Linked DNA regions of Mus musculus: regions 2 and 3 are each linked to region 1. A link is a contact called in public HiChIP or PLAC-seq and promoter capture Hi-C data. All regions are on one chromosome and are shown on one strand. The core of a region is the stretch at or near the end of the contact, and the rest is flanking DNA. Distances in the headings are between cores, read along the strand shown. Region 1 holds the start of Mrpl45 (mitochondrial ribosomal protein L45). Region 2 holds the start of 2410003L11Rik (RIKEN cDNA 2410003L11 gene). Region 3 holds the start of Scrn2 (secernin 2).

The links. Promoter capture Hi-C pulls out the DNA fragments that hold promoters and counts their contacts. HiChIP or PLAC-seq counts read pairs in DNA pulled down with a chosen protein or histone mark.
Region 2: a contact with region 1 is called in a promoter capture Hi-C map of embryonic stem cells, with 2.4 times the contacts expected there. The contact joins the promoter of 2410003L11Rik here to the promoter of Mrpl45 in region 1. A contact is called at or near these places in 1 of 39 promoter capture datasets (embryonic stem cells) and 2 of 115 datasets of contacts at active chromatin or transcription factors (both in embryonic stem cells).
Region 3: an H3K27ac HiChIP or PLAC-seq map of trophoblast stem cells shows a contact between it and region 1, with 10 read pairs. The contact joins the promoter of Scrn2 here to the promoter of Mrpl45 in region 1. A contact is called at or near these places in 1 of 484 Hi-C or Micro-C datasets (embryonic stem cells), 3 of 115 datasets of contacts at active chromatin or transcription factors (embryonic stem cells, pancreatic cancer cells and trophoblast stem cells) and 2 of 9 other capture datasets (adipose tissue and liver).

Annotation. Positions count from the first base shown.
Region 1 is chr11:97,313,994-97,317,484 of GRCm38.p6, forward strand. Mrpl45 (mitochondrial ribosomal protein L45) reads left to right here and starts at 1,723. Exons shown (of 8, transcript NM_025927.4): 1 at 1,723-1,946; 2 at 2,754-2,931. The coding sequence starts at 1,881.
Region 2 is chr11:97,596,651-97,600,141 of GRCm38.p6, forward strand. 2410003L11Rik (RIKEN cDNA 2410003L11 gene) reads left to right here and starts at 1,861. Exons shown (of 4, transcript NR_045496.1): 1 at 1,861-2,017.
Region 3 is chr11:97,028,330-97,031,820 of GRCm38.p6, forward strand. It overlaps Scrn2 (secernin 2), which reads left to right and starts at 1,623. Exons shown (of 8, transcript NM_146027.2): 1 at 1,623-1,726; 2 at 2,087-2,260; 3 at 2,551-2,732. The coding sequence starts at 2,087.

The DNA of each region.
Region 1 (3,491 bases), core at 473-2,972:
TCAATCCCAGCACTCAGGAGGCAGAGGCAGGCAGATTTCTGAGTTCGAGGCCAACCTGGTCTACAAAGTGAGTTCCAGGACAGCCAGGTCTATACAGAGAAACCCTGTCTGGAAAAAACAAAACAAAACAAACAAACAAACAAAAGTCTCACTAGGAAAAATGGGAAAGAAAAGTCTGCCTTATAGGATTTCCTTTTCACTGTTGTTTAAGAGATTTTTAAATGTGTGTGGATGCTTAGCTGCCTATCTTTATGTGTACCATGTGTGTAATGCCCTCAAAGTCCAGAAGAGGGCATCAGATCCCCTAGAATTGGATTTACAGGGGCATATGCGTCACCATGTGGATGCTGGGACCCGAACTTGGGTCCTCTGCCAGAGCAGCAAGGACTCTTTTTTTTTTTTTTTTTTAAGATTTATTTATTTAATGTAAGTACACTGTAGCTGTCCTCAGACACTCCAGAAAAGGGAGTCAGATCTTGTTACGGATGGTTGTGAGCCACCATGTGGTTGCTGGGATTTGAACTCCTGACCTTCAGAAGAGCAGTCGGGTGCTCTTACCCACTGAGCCATCTCACCAGCCCAGCAAGGACTCTTAACACCTGAGCCATCTCTATAGTTTCTATTTTCTTTTTTAGTTTTTGTTTGTTTGTATTTTTCTGAGGGAGGGTTTTCTCTGTGTAGCCCTGGCTGTCCTGGAACTCTCTTTGTAGACCAGGCTGGCCTCGAACTCAGAAATCTGCCTGTCTCTGCCTCCCGAGTGCTGGGACTAAAGGGGTGCGCCACCATGCCTCAAATTTTCCAAAACAGCTAATCAAAAGTAACAGTGACCACCTAAGAATCCATCTCAGAGTGAACCAAATCATATTAGGTACTGATAGGGAATTAGCTTGCAGTAGCCGAGAAACTGAGCAGAGGCCAGGCAGACATGGGTTAGGATGTGTTACATAGTCTGTGTGGCTCCAGGATGACCTGGTTATCACACTGGGATTCCTTTAACCACTGAATGTGAAGCGATTTTGGAGTTGTTAAACTCTATGTACCTGACTCTCAGTTCTGCCAATTATTTGTTTAAATTTGAATTACATATTTAGTATCTCTGGCCCAACCATATATGTAAAAGCAGGAATATTTATTGCTTGTGGTGAGGATTAAGTTGATATATGTAAAATGCTTAAATTGCCAGGCGCCTAGTAAACAATTTTGAAATACCAGTTATTACCAAATTTGGTAAGTGGTATTTTTGGAAATGATATGTTTTGGGAAATGACAGATTCTTGTTAACCCACGTGCCTTTTGCTTTTCAGTAATCACAGCGGTCAGCTTCCCTAACGGAAAGGTATGAAAGAATTTTCACATAGAAAACTAGGTTGGTTAAAGGTTTAAGGTTATACTGCATTTTGAGGTCAGAAACACACCCAGAAACTATCATTTTCGCCCTAAATACCTCCAGTGAATTCCTTGTAATGAAAGAAAACACTTATCTTAAAGGCTTCTGATTTCAGAGGGAAGCACTTTTTCGTTTTTTTCACCGATTGTAAATAAGGTGTAACAATGTGTTAAGGAACCAGGAATGCAGCAACCAGAGTCCCACAGAAGCCTCCTGCGCAGGCGCAGCTGGCTCTCCCCGTCTCCGACTGGCGCGTGACAGCCGTGCGGTTTACCCTACTTCCAAAGTGGTTTCATTGCGCACGCGCGAACCCACTGCGCGTGCCCGCGCGCCCCTCCCCTGGAGAGCGTGCGCGTGCGCGCGACTCACCTTTCGGCCTGGGGCGCGCGCCCTGGAAAATTCCACTCCCCAGCTCGCTCCGCCCTCTGCGCCTTTTCTCCGGCTCGGTGATCTGCGGCTAGGCTAGCATCCCGGCGGCCTTTGCGCGAGCAAAATGGCGGCCCCCGTACCTCGGGGCTTGTCCTCCTTATACAGGACTTTGGGATGGTGGTCTCGGCAGGTGGGTAGAAATGAAGCGAATGAAATTTTTAGGGACACAAAGAGGAGGATAGAGTAGAGGGGAATAATCATGCTGTGGGCGTTGCTGAGTTTGGACCATACGAGTCAGACTTCATCTGGAGAAGAATTTGAGGTGTATGCGATCCCCTCTAGACAAGTCTCTCTAGACAGCCTAGACGAGGCTGAGCATTAAGCTTCTTTACGTTAATTCTAGTCTTTGGAGAGAAGATGTTAAAAAGGAAAGTAATGGCTTGGAAGATGAACCAGCTCTTTTACATTCTTAAAAAATTTTTTTTTGAAAAGGATAGGAGTTTTGTCTTATCCTAGAGGGAAAAGGTCACCTGACTTCGTAAAAGTTTATTGGTCAGTTAGGAGCTAGAAGCAATTTGCTTCTGAAAAAGCAAAACAGAAGTGTGGGGGAAATGCCAGGGAGATCTTGTTTAATGCTTTAGTAATAGCATTCCACTCTTTTCAGAAATGGGTTAAGTGAGGTTTACAATTAAACTGAAAGTTCTTTGGCACTAGGACCTCTGCTTTAATCATCTCTGTATACAGTAGTACTGCAGAATGTATTAAAGGAAAGTTTTTACTGTTGATTGATGTGAATACAGGTTATTAATTGGCTTGTGGCAAAAGCCATCCCTAGGTGTTCAAAAAGTAATATCGTTTCTCCATAATAGTCATTTCATAACTCCTGAAGCATTCTTTAATGGGATGTCTTTCTATAAGACTTTGCAAACAGTTTGCTCAAGATAGATTTATCCTTTCCAAATCACCTATACGCTAACTTTTTTTTTTCATCTCCCAGCCCATTCTGGTGACTCAGTCCACAACTGTAGTTCAAGTTAAAACCAAAAGCCGTTTTAGACCCCCAACTCCTGAACCCAAGTACAAAACAGAGAAGGAGTTTTTGGAGTATGCCAGGAAAGCGGGATTGGTCATTCCACAGGAACGGTTGGAGCGCCCTATACATTTGGCCTGTACAGGTAAGGAACTATTTCTGGGATCCTGGTTCAGTTCTCTATTGTCAGAGGTCTGGTGTATGCTTTAGACTCTGATTGATAGCAATAAATTAACCACTAAGTGGGGCTGGAGATATGACTTAGCGGGTAAGAGTACTGACTGCTCTTCCAGAAGTACTAAGTTCAATTCCCAGAAACCTCACTACCATTAGTGGCTCACAACCATCTGTAATGGGATCCGATGCCCTCTTCAGGTGTGTGTGTCTGAAGACAGCTATAGTGTGTACTCATATAAGTAAGTCTTTTTTAAAAAGATTAAAAAAAAGAATGAACCACCAAGTTCACCCTCAGTAATGATTTACTTTTATAAACTATATTTCAAAAAGTCAATTTTGTTTTGTTTTTACAGAACTTGGGGTTAGATATAGAACTAAACAAGCAGTCTACCGCTGAGCTACACACTCCTGTTCTCCCTTTCCTTTTGCCTTTACCACAGGTGGATCCTCCTACATAAATAGTAGCTGAGACCTAGGGCTGTACCTCTAGTCCTGCTCATGAGGTCATCCTTATTTGTTTATTTATTT
Region 2 (3,491 bases), core at 611-3,110, 280 kb after region 1:
CTCATACACATAGAAATAAATAAAATTTCAAAAAAAAAATCTCTTTTAAAAGATCTTCACCGGGGCAGTGGTGGCACATACCTTTGATCTCAGCTCTTGGGAGGCAGAGGCAGGCAGATTTCTGAGTTCAAGAACAGCTTGGTGAGTTCCAGGTCAGCCAGGGCTACACAGAGAAACCCTGTCTCAAAAACAAACAAACAAAATGATGCCTGTTCAAGGATACCACAAGAAGATCTAGAGTCAACTAACCTGGGCGAGCCCACAGGGGCTCACAGGGGCTGAACCACGAACCAAAGAGCATGCAGTGGCCCTATATTTGTAGCAGATGTGCAGCTTGGTCTTCATGTGGATCCCCTAACAATTGGAGCAGAGCCTGCGGTTCATTCTGTGGCCTGCCATTGGATCCCCTTCCCCATGCTGGACTGCCTGGTGGGGCCTCAATGGGAGGCTTTTCCTCCTGCTGGGATTAGATGTCCTAGGGCCTGTTGGTACCCAAGGGGGGCTCCCCCTCTCTGAGGAGAAAGGGAGGGGATAATAGGGAGAGGAAATTGAAGGTGGAATTGGAGGAGGGGCTGTGTTTGGGATGTAAAGTGAATAAAGAAATTAATGAAAAAAGAGATGTCTCCTAATCTTAAATAAATTAATATATTTCTAAAAAAAAAAAAAAAAAAAAAAAAGAAGGTAGCCCTAGTACACAGGCATACAGTACCATTCTTACACAAGACCCTATATCAAAAAGTAACAAAAATTATATTAGTTCTGCCCCTAATTTTTCATAAGCTGAATCAACACCAATAACCATCCTAGAAAACCATTTTGCAGATCAAAAGTCGAATTCTTTTTTTTTTTTTTTTTTTTTTTTTGAGACAGGGTTTCTCTGTGTAGCCCTGGCTGTCCTGGAACTCACTCTGTAGACCAGGCTGGCCTCGAACTCAGAAATTCGCCTGCCTCTGCCAAGTCAAAAGTCGAATTCTTATTGGCTTACATACTCAGGAGGCAGAGGAAGGTCGATCCCTGTGAGTTTGGGGCCAGCCTGGTCTATAGTTCCAAGACAGTCAGGGCTACACAGAAGAAGGCTGTCTATATACATACATACATACATACATACATACATACATACATACATACATACATACAATTTAAATAAAAATAAAGTCAGCATGGTAGCATAGCACATGTCTTTAATTCCAGCACTCAGGAGTCAGAGGCATGAGAATATGTGATTTTGAGGCCAGACTGATCTACAAAGTGAGTTTCAGGACAGTTACACAAAGAATTCTGTCATGAAAAACCAAAGAGCCAAAATAGTAATAATAATAATATCAAAATAAATTTAATTATTTTCTGTTCCTTTTTAAAAATACATTTATTTATTGTGTGTGCACATACCTTCTTGAGTGCTGCTGTTTTTTATTTATGTATTTATTTATACTTTGTGTGTGCGTTTATTTTATGTATACGGGTGCACCACTGCTGTCTTCAGACACACCAGGAGAGGGCATCAGATCCCTCTTACAGATGGTTGGGAGCCACCATGTGGTTGCTGGAAATTGAACTCAAGACCTCTGGAAGAGCAGTCCGTGCTCTAAACCGCTGAGCCATCTCTCCAACTCCGTGTGTGTGTGTGTGTGTGTGTGTGTGTGTGTGTGTGTGTGTGTGCATAGAGGTCAGAGGACTTGAAAAGGCAGTTCTCTCCTGTGGTGGTTTGAGTGAGAAGGGTCCTCATGGATTCATATATTTGAATGCTTTGTCTGAGTTTGGGCTGACTTCTGGGAGGGATTAGGAGGTGTGGCCTTGCTGTAGGAGGTGGGTCATTGGCAGCTGGCTTTGAGATTTCAAAACCCAGAGCCTTTCCCACCCAGTTAGCTGTCTTGTCTCCTTGATGGCTGCTGTCTCAACATAAGTTCTCAGCTCCTGCTCTAGAGCCATGCTTGCCTGTTTCCATGCTTCTCCAGACGATGGTCATGAACTCTGCTGCCCTCCGGAATCATGAGCCCCAGACTAAATGCTTTCTTACGTAAGTTACCGTAGTCATGGCGTTTGGTCTCGATGCGACAGAATAGTAGTTAGCTAAGACACTTCCTGGCGATCCCAAACTAGGGTCCTCTGGCTTGGTGGCAAGAGTCTTCACTTGCTGACCCCTCTCTTGGGGCGTCGTTTGTTTTTATTTTTGTGTATATGCTTATTTGCACATGGGTTGTGTGCATATCTGTGCAGGTATGTTAATGCACATGTGCGGAGGTCAGAGGATAACCTTGGACGATATGATTATACACTTTTCTGCTTTTTTGTTTGTTTGAAACAGTCTCACAAGCCTGGAGTGTCCCCAAGTGGGCTAAGCTAGCTGGAAGCTACATGGGGCGGAGACTGGACGTGCACGCCATCTTGCTCGTGTTCTGCCGGGGGTTGGGGAAACTAACGGGCTTCAGACTTGTAAGGCAAGCACTTCATTGACTGTGTCATTCCGCTGGCATTTGGGTGTTGTTTTCTCTTGTTTTAAACGGGGTCTCACTGTGTTAGAGTGATATTTTTGTACATTGTGTGAAGATGTGTCTCTGTCCTTCCTTGCCTGCCTAAGGCACCTTCTGATTGGTCAAAATAAAAAGCCTATGGCCTATAGGAGAAGGTAGAATAGAGAGGGTGGGTCATCCAGCGCAGAGAGAGGAACTCTGGGAAAGTCAAGTACCGGAAGACCCGCCACCAAGAAGGAAGTCAGGCTTATGATGCAAGGAGAGGAAACCAACCATGTGGCCGAACTTAGTATAAATGAGTTAATTTAAGAGCTAGTTGGGGAGCAAGCCTAAACTAAGGCCATAATCATCGTAAATGAAAATAAGCCTCCAGCCGGGCAGTGGTGGCACACGCCTTTAATCCCAGCACTTGGGAGGCAGAGGCAGGCAGATTTCTGAATTCGAGACCAGCCTGGTCTACAGGGTGAGTTCCAGGACAGCCAGGGCTGCACAGAGAAACCCTGTCTCAAAAAACAAACAACCAAACAAAAAAAGAAGAAGAAGAAAATAAGCCTCCATGTCATTGTTCGGCAACTGGGGCGTACATGGAAAAGCCTTCGGGTTACAACTACGTATCCCTGGCTAGTCTACAACTCAGTGTGTAAACTATGCTGATCTGTAGAGACCGACCTGCCTCTGCCTCTCGTAAACTATGCTGATCTGTAGAGACCCACCTGCCTCTGCCTCTCAAGTTCAGGGGTTAAAGATGTCCACCACTCCCTTCATTTTGCTTGTTTTTGAAATTGGTTCTCAAATTACAGCCTAGACTGGCCCGGAATTCACAATGTAGATTAGACTGGTCTTAAACCCATGGTAATCCTCCTGCCTCATCTTCCCAATTAGTACAATTATTGGCTGGAGCCACCTCAACCAGCTTAACTATAAATGTATATGAAGGTTGGACTTGGTAGCATGTGTCTGTAATCTTAGCACTCCGGAGACTGAGGCACAAGGATCAAGAGTTTGACACTTTGCCAGCAC
Region 3 (3,491 bases), core at 373-2,872, 290 kb before region 1:
AATCCCTAAATCCCCTTCTCAACGTTATCTTTCTCAGCACCTAGTGGGCAGAACTGAACTTGGGTTTCTGGAGACAGGCGGGTTTTGTGTACGTCTCCTTGTGACATGGGAGTACACGGGGGTCAGGGAGATGGCTCAGGCCTGCCACATGAGCACGAAGGCCTGGGTTCCATGTCCAACACGGGAACTATAATGCCAGCCCTGTGGAGGTGGAGACAGGAGGCTCTCTGAGCTCGCAGGCCGGCCGGCCAGCCACCAAAGCAGAATCAACAAGATTCGGCCTTCATCCGAGGCCCTGACTCAGAGAAGAAGATGGAGCACAACCGAGGAAGACACCCAGTGCTGACCTCTAGTCTGCACAAAGGCACACCTACATGGTGGTGTGCACTTGCACACATGTATGTATACACACAGATAGTCTCTCAAAGTTGTAAAATATGTACAACAATGACAACAAAACGAGGTGCACAGCTCAAAAGATATGGCATCTAAGGTTGAAAATAAAAAAGGGGAGGCTGGAGAGATGGCTCAACGTTAAGAGCACCAACTGTTCTCCCAGAGGTCCTGAGTTCAAATCCCAGCAACCATATGGTGGCTCACAACCATCTGTAATGAGATCCGATGTCCTCTTCTGCTGTGTCTGAAGACAGCTACAGTGTACTCATATACAATAAATAAATCTTTAATAAAAAAAATAAAAAAGGGACCAGAAGGATGGTTCAGAAGTTCAGAGTGACGATTGATCTTGCAGAAGACCTGAGTTTGGTTCCCACCACCCATGCCAGGCAGCTCACAACCATCTGTGATTTCAGCTTCAAGGGATAGATCACCCTCTTCTGGCTTCTGTGGGCACATGCCTTCCCCTACATGTAATCCCCACACACATATTTACAAAATTTAGAAAAAAAACTTATTTTATGCGTTTTGATGTTTTGCCTGTATGTGTGCCTGCCTGAGCATCACATGTGTGTCTGGAGTCCATGGAGACCAGAGAGAGCATCAGGTTCACTGAAACGAATTACAAACAGCTGTGAGCTGATACTCGAACCCATGTTCTCCTCAACGGCAGCTTTGAAGCACCCAGTTATCTCTCTAGCCTATAAAAATACAAATTTTAAAAATTAGTAAAATAAGTGCCAGGCGGTGGTGGTGCACGCCTTTAATCCCAGCACTTGGGAGGCAGAGGCAGGCGGATCTCTGTGAGTTTGAGGTTAAGCTATTCTACAGAGCAAGTTTCATGACAACCAGAGCTACACAAAGAAACCCTGTCTCTAAAAAACAAAACACAAAAACAGTAATAAAATAAACAATACCGTAATTTATGAAATTCAAGTCAGGAAGCAGGTAGTGAAAGTTTTCCCTTAATCTCTAGAACTCCCAGCAGTGTTGGCTACTTTATGCATTCTTTCTTTTCACTAGGGCTTCTTTTCTCCTTCAGCTCCACCTCCTGTTAATGACTCTTATCTGATAAGGCTGTAGAGAAAGCCCGGGACTCTTAAGCAGGATTTGAAAGGTCTCTCAGCTCTAAGAAGTGGTGCTAGCTAGCGCGCACCCTCGTGGAAGACGGTGACATTGCAGGTGTCCTGTGCCGGTGCCGGCCCCGCCCCCGGGGACAAAGGCCTTCCAGGTCACCTACCAGAGAACCTGGGTCCAGGGGAACAGATCTGACCTGAAGAGGAGGAAGTGGCGCCCGGAACCGAGCCTGGGGGTCTTGGATGCAGAGAGGGTGAGAGACCGAGGCACTGAGGACTTGGAAAGGGGTGGACGGAAGAGGCGCGTGAATGTGGGCATGCGCAGGAGCGTGGGATTCTTGGAGCCAGCTTTAGTGCCTAGAAACTACCCTGTAAGTCAGCCTGGAAGGGCTAGGACTCCAAAACAGACGCTCTTAACTTGCAGAGTTTGCTCTGTCGCCTGACTCCAAGCCAAGTGCATTGTTAGTGCACACCACGCTTTGACAACAGTGCTGTTGTCCCAGAGCGTCAGGCTTCTCAGAGTGCACACGTGGGGAGGAGAGTGCCCTGCACCCCACCGGTGGCCAAGACTGTGGAGAGGTTTGAGGGACATGAACATCTCCACTTCTTCGCAGATGGCGTCGTCGAGCCCCGATGCCCCTTGTTCCTGCGACTGTTTTGTCTCTGTGCCCCCGGCCTCAGCCATCCCAGCTGTAATCTTTGCAAAGAACTCAGACCGGCCCCGAGATGAGGTGCAGGAGGTGGTGTTTATACCAGCAGGCACTCACGTCCCTGGGAGCCGGCTTCAGGTGGGTTAGGACTTAGAAGGAGCTGGAAGGTTGAGACGTTATTCCCAGACCTTCGTTTTCTTGCTCCTGGGACGGGAGCAGATGGAGTGGAACGAGTACGGAGTTCCAGTCCACCAACCTGGACCCTTGAGTGGAGTTAGCTTCTGCTAACTCGGTTTACTTATGTGTGACCTGAGAATAAGACCTTTCTCAGGGCCATTTAAAGTGGCTGACAAAGGGTCCGGGCAGTGTAAGTTCTGGGTCTTTTTTTTTTTTTCACTGAATTCTTCCTCTCTCTTCTTTACCTCCAGTGTACCTATATCGAGGTGGAACAGGTGGGGAAGACACACGCTGTGATTCTGAGCCGCCCCTCTTGGCTGTGGGGAGCTGAGATGGGGGCCAACGAGCTTGGTGTCTGCATTGGAAACGAAGCAGTGTGGACCAAAGAGCCTGTGGGGCAGGGGGAAGCCCTGCTGGGTATGGACCTGCTCAGGTAGAGAGCTGCTCTTCAGTGCCCCACTTCCTCCCACCTAGCCTGAGTCTATTGGGCTTGTCTCTGTTGGCCTTGCCCTTGAGGCCTTTCTAAGGCGGCTGCAGTCTTATATCTTCCTAGTCTGATAAAGGACCTCCCTTGGCCTAGAGTGCTTTAATTTTTTTTTCAGTACTTTTTGTTTTGAGACAGGGTTTCTCTGTGTAGCCTTGGCTGTCCAGGAATTTGCTCTGTAGACCAGGATGGCCTTGAATTCACAGAGATCCTCCTGCCTGTGTGCCACCACACATAGTTCAGTACAACTTTTGTTTGTTTGTTTTTTGGTTTTTCAAGACAGGGTTTCTCTGTGTAGCCCTGGCTGTCCTGGAACTCACTCTGTAGACCAGGCTGGCCTCGAACTCAGAAATCCACCTGCCTCTGTCTCCCAGGTGCTAGGATTAAAGGCATGCACCACCACTGCCCAGTACTACTTTTGTTAATTGAAATATTACATAGTTGCGGTTTATAAAAACTGGTAAATGTGAGGCAGCCCCGCCTGAGGAGAGGTTCAGGCGGTTTTTCCTTGGAGAGAGTGTTCCAGACCTTTCCATGGAATTCACAGTCCTTAGCTTGGCAACTATATGGTTTATTATTGTTTTTTCATGTTTGTTTGTTTTTGTTTTATTTTATGTTTTGAGACAGGGTCTCACTGCATAACCCTGACTGGCTTAGAATTCACTATGTAGACCAGGCTAGCCTCAAACTCACAGAGATCTGCCCGCC